2 separate regions of the Mus musculus genome follow, and region 1 is linked to region 2. The links are chromatin contacts, called in public Hi-C maps. All regions are on one chromosome and are shown on one strand. The core of a region is the stretch at or near the end of the contact, and the rest is flanking DNA. Distances in the headings are between cores, read along the strand shown.

Region 1 (3,700 bases), core at 1,198-3,697, 97 kb after region 2:
CTGGAATTTTTAGAATCTGATAAAAACCATGCATACTTGTTTGGACATACACAATCAGAATGCTGTGTTTGGTCAGCTGTGTTTGGAGAGCAGGATGATACATTTGGGAGTAAAGAGATTGCTTCTCTTCACATTGCACTTGGACACGTTTTGAGGAATCTATGAAGCACAACACTATTCCCATACTAGCATCTTTTTTTTTTTTTTTGACCTTAGCTTGAAAACACCCAATTTCAAGAGTTTTGTTCCCTCATTAAACTTTCTCAACTTCAATGAGTCTCACCTTTAGATATGGAAAGCAAGTGCTTAGAGTTGCCTGTGCAGATCAGACCAGATGAAAATATTTCAGGAATGAAGGTGTCTTTAAGGAGCTAAGCCATAATAGCTTTGGGCGAGAAAGGACGGACACTTTGCAAACCCATAAAAGTGAAACAGATTGCCCAAAGAAAATATGATAAACCCGGTCAGAGAAGAGCAGGACCTGTAGTACACAAATTAAAACACCAGGTGGTGGCATTTGTTAGCAATGTACAGCAGCTTTGTGAGTAGGTCAAATCGCAGATGATTAATGGTGCCGAGTTAATATAGTTAGAGGTGATCATTCTTGTCTTCGGGTCTAGGCGGTAAAATTGGAAGTACCATTTTAGTTTCCTAAAATCTATAATGTGTGGCTTTAGGCGTCCAGTTGCTGTTGACATTTGTATCCAATACGTAGCTATATAGTACACAGGTACCTTCCTGTTTGAACACAGATTGTGCAAGTACCACTAAACTTTTTTGTTTGTTTTTTGTTTTTTCGAGACAGGGTTTCTCTGTATATCCCTGGCTGTCCTGGAACTCACTTTGTAGACCAGGCTGGCCTCGAACTCAGAAATCCGCCTGCCTCTGCCTCCCAAGAGCTGGGATTAAAGGCATGTCCCACCACCGCCCGGCCACTAAACCATTTTTTAAGGATCCTTCCCTCTAACTACCATTTTCCTCAGCAGTTCCTACGGTCTGGAATGGGGGACATGTCAGTGTACTGTTCTAGTTGGGTACAGGCCTTTTGGCTTAAGCTAGCCTTTTCAGAAGGCAGTTTTATTTTATTTAAAGAAATTATGTGTTTGGGTGTTTTGCTTGGTGCCTATGATGGAGGCCAAAAGAGGGAGACAAATCCCTGGGAACTGTTGTGATATGCCATAAGGGTGCTGGTAAATTAAACCTGAGTCTTATGAAAAGAAGCCAGCGCTCTTAATCACCAATCCATCTGTCCAGCGCTCCCCAACCCCCAAGGTAATTTCTTGAAGTAGTAGCTAGATGAAAAATTCTAGCCAACTTACAAATCTATGAAGCATGAGTATGTGGTATTTCCCCTATCTCCATGAGCTAGAACAAAACAAAACAAACAAAACCTGATAGCAGCAAACTTTGACATCGGTGTCAGCCCTAGGGGTGTTTGCAATTTTTGAAAAGACAGAAAAGATCTGGAGTAGCAAAAATACTGTTAATGCTGTTAACAGTATTTCTTGTTAAATGCTATAAGGACGTTGGCAGCTAAGGAAATGATGGATTATATCATGGGTGCCTTTTCAGTTCACAACCTACCCTAAGGCTCTATTTTGAGGCTTGAGTCTTCCATCACTGATAGATTAAGTTCAAAAGTGTGTAAATTGAGTTACTCTGCGTGAGTCATTGTGTTAGGCTGGCCGGAATCAGAAACGATTCCAACTGCGTTAAATCCCAGCACTTGGAATGGAAAGGAGTTCTTTTGGCAGCATCCCAAACCCCCCCCCTCCTTTTTTTTTTTTTTTTTTTTTTTTTTTATGAGTTAGGAATTAAATTTCAGCCGTAATCTCCTAGGCCCACCAAATATCAATCTTAGGCCTGGAGGCGTGGTTATCAAAGTTCTCTAAGAGGACCATGCCTGATAATACCGTAAAAGGCCAGGTTCTCTCAATTCTAAAGCAATATTACATTGACCTTCCTTTAGGAGCGGTACCCACAATTATACTGTGCAGAATCCGAGACCTCTGCGTTCTTGGTTCATTCCTTGGTTCCGCCCCCATAGGCATCAGTCGTCCAATCGGGAACCAATCTGCCACAGACCGCACCCCCTTTACTAGGCCCCGCCCTCCCAGCGCAGCTCGGCCCAGGCTCTAGTTCGCGTTTTGAGCCGCTGGTGCCACCATAGCTACTGCTGCGGCTGCGGCAGCAGAGCTGAAGCCGTCGATCGCGATGCCGGAGGGCGCTGTGAGCTGGGCCCCAGCGAACGGGGGCGCTGACGAGTAGTAGGGTTTCTGAAGTAGGCAGTGGGTGTGGGGGGCTAAAACGGAGCTCCCAAGACTCGGGTGCGGGAGGGAGCTTCTCGCATCGGCTCGGGCCAGCGTGAGCCCGGCGGCCAGCTCGGTGCTTCGGCCCCTTGCCCAGTGGCTTCGGAGGCCTCCTCCCTTGGACACCTCAGTTACCATGGGAACACTTGGGCTGTAACCGGCGCCCGACTGGTCACTAGTTCATCCGATTCTTCAGTTAAACGCCTCTGGCAGGTGTGGGCCTGACATTTCTTCACTCCAGGGGTCGTCCTCCCCTTGTAAAAAAAAATCTAGCAGGCTAGGGTGGGGATGGGGAGTGGGAAAGCGCAGGGCAATGCCCAGAGTAAGAGTTGGTGACAAGCAGAAGACACCTACTGTGATGATAAGGTTGCTTCTGCCATCTCAGGCCAGTGAAAGTGCATATCCGAAGGCTGTGTTGAACGAGAAGGCAGTACCGCTGTTGAGACAAGTCCAAAGGCTAGGCCAGGGACTGTCCTTAGGGGCTCCTCGTTATGATGGCTGGAGAAGGGTCAACCATTACTAGCCGTATCAAGAACTTGCTGAGGTCTCCATCCATCAAATTACGCAGAAGTAAAGCAGGAAACCGGAGAGAGGACCTCAGCTCCAAGGTGAGTCCTGTTGGGAGCCACCTCTTACCTACTCTGTCCTCTCCTGCACTTCGTTCCTTTTTTTTACCTTTCTCTTTCTTGAGGGGCAGGAAGGGGGTGGAAGAATGAAATTTCTCTGTTGGCTTTAAAAGATCATATACGCTTATCTTTGACGACCTGATTTGAAGTTGGAAGAACAGCAGGCGTGGGTGGGCATGCTGAGACGCAGCCATGGCTTGAAGAAGGGCATAGGAAGGCAAACTGGGTTTAACAGGGCCTCAGTTTAAACTAAGTGTGTGCTTGGGAAACAAGTTGACATTTTATGACTCAGTTTCTCTTCTTAGAAGAGTACAGTGAGATCACATATTCTGTAAAGGACCTAGCTGTGACTAATGTATTAGTGTAACAGTTGGGGTTATAATGCCAGACTGTACAACAGAAAGAATATACTAATACACTTCATCTAAGAGAGCAAAACAATTTTTTGACAAGCTTAGTGATGCATGCCTGTAATCCCAGCACTAGGGAGTCAGAGGCAAGTTCAGCCTGGTCTATATAACAATTTCCAGGGGGAGCCAGGGCTACATAGTGATACCCTGTCATGTTCAAAGATGTAGAAGATTGGGCTGGCAAGATTGGACTGGTAGAGACCTTTGCCAACAAGCCTGATCTGATTTTGATTCCTCGGACCCACATGGTGGAAGGAGTAAACCAACTCCTGGAAGTAGTTCTCTGATCTCCACATGTGCATGCACATATGCAGGGGAAGAAATAAATGTAAAATGGTTTATCTCTTTAAGATAC
Region 2 (3,830 bases), core at 1,126-3,625:
CACTTCATCTTTTTTGTTTTTGGAGACTATGTAGACCAGGCTGGCTTCGAATTCAGAGAGATTTTGTTCAAGTGCTGGAATTAAAAGCATGTACCACCATGCGCAGTGGCCATATCTATTGTGGGAACAGAGTTTGGAAGCCATTCATTGAGCAATCAATAGTTGTCACTTTTGAATAATTATGCTAGTAGCTAACATTTTTATAACATGATGCTCTAAGTACTGTGCATGGACCTTTTCATTTTCTTGTCTTTTTGTAGATAGGGTCCCATGTAAGCCAGATAAGTATCTTTAACTCAGTATGGAGCCAAAGATGACCTTGAATTTCTGATTCTCCTGCTGCTACACTCTTCTGTTTCTGGATTACAGTTGTGTGCCACAATACTGAAATCTGATCTATTCATTACTGGGGGTGAAACCCAGGGCTTCCTACGTTTTAAGGCAAGCATTCTACTAGGTGACCCACATCTCAATTCTTCCAAAATTCATTGGAAGAGTGTAGCTATAGAGTAGGAGAATTTTAAAATTGTATTTTAAATTGTGTCTGTCTGTCTGTCTCTCACTGTCTGTTCTCTAGAAGCCAGAGGCATTGGATACTCGTAGAGCCAGAGTTCCAGGTGGTTGTAAGCTGTCTGATGTGGGTGTAGGAAAGTAAACTCAGGTCCTTTGTAAGACAAGTAAATGTTCTTAGCACTGAACCATCTCCTGCCTTTAGGGCCAATTTTGAAAAAGAAAACAGCATGGGTGTCTTGTATTAATGAAAATACAAAAAAACCCTGTAATAGTCAAAATGTCTAAGTCTAGAAGCATTCTAGAAGGAGAGAGGTTAGACTGGGTCACACATTGCCATCCTGTATCAAAACAAAACAAAACAACAAACAAAAGTTAAGTACTAACCTTGAAGTAGGCAGGACAAAATAATGAATGTAGAAACATATAAATTAATATAGTTTAGTTTTACAGAAGTGACATTTCATATCCTGTGGGAAATGTTCTTTAATCATTTTGGACTATTTAGCTAATCATTTGGGGGAAAAAAACTAAAATTCAGGTGAATCAAGTTCAGGTGAATTAATTATTTGAATATAAAAGGTAAAATTAGAAAATTATTACTCTGGGGCCAAGCGAGTGGTCTGTATACTTGTAATCCCAGTATTTCGGAGGGTAAAGCAGTAAATGATGAATTTTAGGCTACTATGGGCTGCTTAATGAGTCTTGTCTCAAAAAACCCAAGATTACTGCTTTGAAGAAGACTGGGTGGACAGCAGGTGTGACGGCACTCTCCTGCAATCTCAGCACTTGGAAAGCAGAAGCAGAATTGCTTCTTGGTCTTGGCCAAACTGAGCTATAGATGATACCAAATGATCTCAAATGTTTTTCTTAAGGTAGGCAGGATGTCTCAGTGGGTAAAGATATTTACCCTACAGCTGACAGTCTGAATTCAGTCCCTGGAAGGCACATGGTAAAAGGAGAGACCTAGCTTTTCTCTAATTGTCCTCTGACTTTACATGTGCATTGTGGCATGTACCTACATGTATATATTAGCATATATACAAACAATATATACACTATATTGCATATACATATATGCAATGTATTGAAACACACAATAGATAATAAATGTAAACAACCCCCCCTTAAAAAAATTCCTCAGAACCATAAAGATTGGTGGGGAAAAAAAAATCATGTCTTTAAAACTTGCTTTGAGGGGCTGGAGAGATAGCCCAGTGGTTAAGAACACTGGCTGCTCCACCAGAGGTCCTGAGTTCAATTCCCAGCAACCACATGGTGGCTCACAACTGTCTATAATGGTATTTGATGCTCTCTTCTGTCTGATGCTCTCTTCATGAAAATAGAGCACTTATATGTATAAATAAATAAAGATCTAAAAAAAATTAAAGAAAAACAAAACAAAAACAACTTATTTTGAGAAAAGAGTTTTGCTTTGTTGCCCAGATTGGCCTGGAATTTACTATCCTTTTGCCTTGGTCTCCAGAATAGACGGACTGAAGCCTTTGCACCTAGAACATAGTACTTTTTGTAGTTATACTATCGTTCCTGTGGTTTACCATTTTTATTTTTACCTATCTAAATTTATCTCAAACTTGCTAGGTAGCTGAAGCCTGTCTTCAACTCCTGATCTTCCTAGCCTTCTAAATACTGGAATTTCAGGCACATGCCATCATACTAGGCTATAGTTATGTCTTCTTAAGCTCTTGCTTGATGGTTTCTCAGAGTTCTTGATGACTCTGATAGTTTTCTTTCTTTCTTTTTTAAAAGATTTATTTATTTATTTTATGCATATGAGTAGGTTGTCACTGTCTTTAAACACACCAGAAGAGGGCATCAGTTTCCATTACAGATTGTGTAAGCCACCATGTGGTTGCTTGGAATTGAACTCTGGACTTTTGGCAAACCAGTCAGTGCTCTTAACTATTGAGCCATCATCTCTCCAGTCCTCTGATAGTTGTTGTTGTTGGTTTGTTTGTTTGTTTGTTTTTTTTTTTTTGATGAGACAGAGTTGGGGTTTAGTATAGATATTTAAATTATCTATGTATGTGTGTAGACATATGTACATTTGTGTTTTTAGAGACAGAGTTTCTTTGTGTGTGTCTAGCTGTCCTGGAATTCTCCTAGTTCTTTTAATTGTGTGTATATGTGTTTATGTGTGTATGTAGGCATGTTTATGTTGCAGTTGGAGGTTGAAATTGGATATTTTCTTCAATTGCCCCTCTTTTTTTTTTTTTTTTTAAAGACATGCTCTCTTACTGAACCTGGAGCTCATTGATCTTATTGATTTGTCTAGAAGGGATGGCCAGTGAGCTCTGAGAATCCTTCTGTGTCTGTCTCTCAGCACTGGGGTTACAGATGTGAGCTGCTGTGCCCAGCTTTTTTACATGATTTCTGGGGGATTGAATTCAGGTTCTCTGGCCATGCAGCAAGCACTTTACCTAATATTTTTCTTTTATTTTTATTTCACTTATTTTTATTGTGTATGCATTCATCCATTTAGTGTGTGTATGTGTGTGTATATTTGTGTGTGCATATGTAACAGTTCATATGTGAAAGTCAGAGGAACACTTTCAGGAGTTGGTTCTTCCTTCTATGTGGGTCTTGGGACCCAAGCTCAGGCTGACAGGCCAGGGGGGAAGGACCTTTACCCACTGAACTATCTTGATGGCCCTATTCAAAATTTTTTTATTACATTTATTTATTTGTGTGTGTGGGTGCACATATAGCACAACTTGTGTGCTAATTTTCTCATTCTACCATGTGGGTCTCAGGAATTGAACTCAGGTTGTCTGCCTTGTTCTTTTACCCGCTAAGCCATGTCACTAGTTTTATTTTTAAAATAAAATGGGGGAGTATTTAAAATTGATTTCACATTTTAACCTAGTTTAATATTAAAACTGTGGCTCCTGATTGCTGAGATTATAAGCATGAATTAACATCACACTTAACCTAGGCTAACCTTGAACTCCAGTCTCTGCCTCAGACTCCTGAGTTCAGAGATCATATCCCAGATAATGCTGCTGCTGCTGCTCTCCTTTTCCTCTTCCTCCTGTTCTTCCTCTTCCTCTCCAGTTTCTCTTCTCTTTCCTTCCTTCCTTTCTTCCTCCTTTGCTTTCTTCCTTCTTGCTGTTTCCTCCCCTCCCCTCTTCTTATTTTGGTTTATTTATTTATTTACTTTGGTTTTTCGAGACAGGGTTTCTCTGTGTAGCCCTGGCTGTCCTGGAACTCACTCTATAGACCAGGCTGGCCTTGAAAATCCACCTGCCTCTGCTACCCAAGTGCTGGGATTAAAGGCATGTGCCACCACCGCTCGGTGT

What was found. A called contact is a pair of places that touch in the nucleus more often than the background predicts.
Region 1: a contact with region 2 is called in a Hi-C map of liver, with 2.1 times the contacts expected there. The contact joins the promoter of Mapkbp1 here to the enhancer-like site in region 2. A contact is called at or near these places in 7 of 39 promoter capture datasets (the 3T3-L1 cell line, cranial neural crest, frontonasal cranial neural crest and 4 more), 2 of 484 Hi-C or Micro-C datasets (liver and muscle stem cells), 4 of 115 datasets of contacts at active chromatin or transcription factors (effector CD8 T cells, embryonic stem cells and memory CD8 T cells) and 2 of 9 other capture datasets (adipose tissue and pancreatic islet).

Annotation. Positions count from the first base shown.
Region 1 is chr2:119,970,252-119,973,951 of GRCm38.p6, forward strand. It overlaps Mapkbp1 (mitogen-activated protein kinase binding protein 1), which reads left to right and starts at 2,448. Exons shown (of 30, transcript NM_011941.3): 1 at 2,448-2,917. The coding sequence starts at 2,801.
Region 2 is chr2:119,873,781-119,877,610 of GRCm38.p6, forward strand. It overlaps a transcript of Mga not described here. Among named protein-coding and RNA genes, the nearest start is that of Mga, 22 kb to the right of the region's middle. Within about 2 kb of position 2,376, at least 2 of the 459 cell types and tissues checked have an H3K27ac peak or open chromatin away from gene starts, as enhancers often do. A contact at or near this core is called in liver, where this site is marked.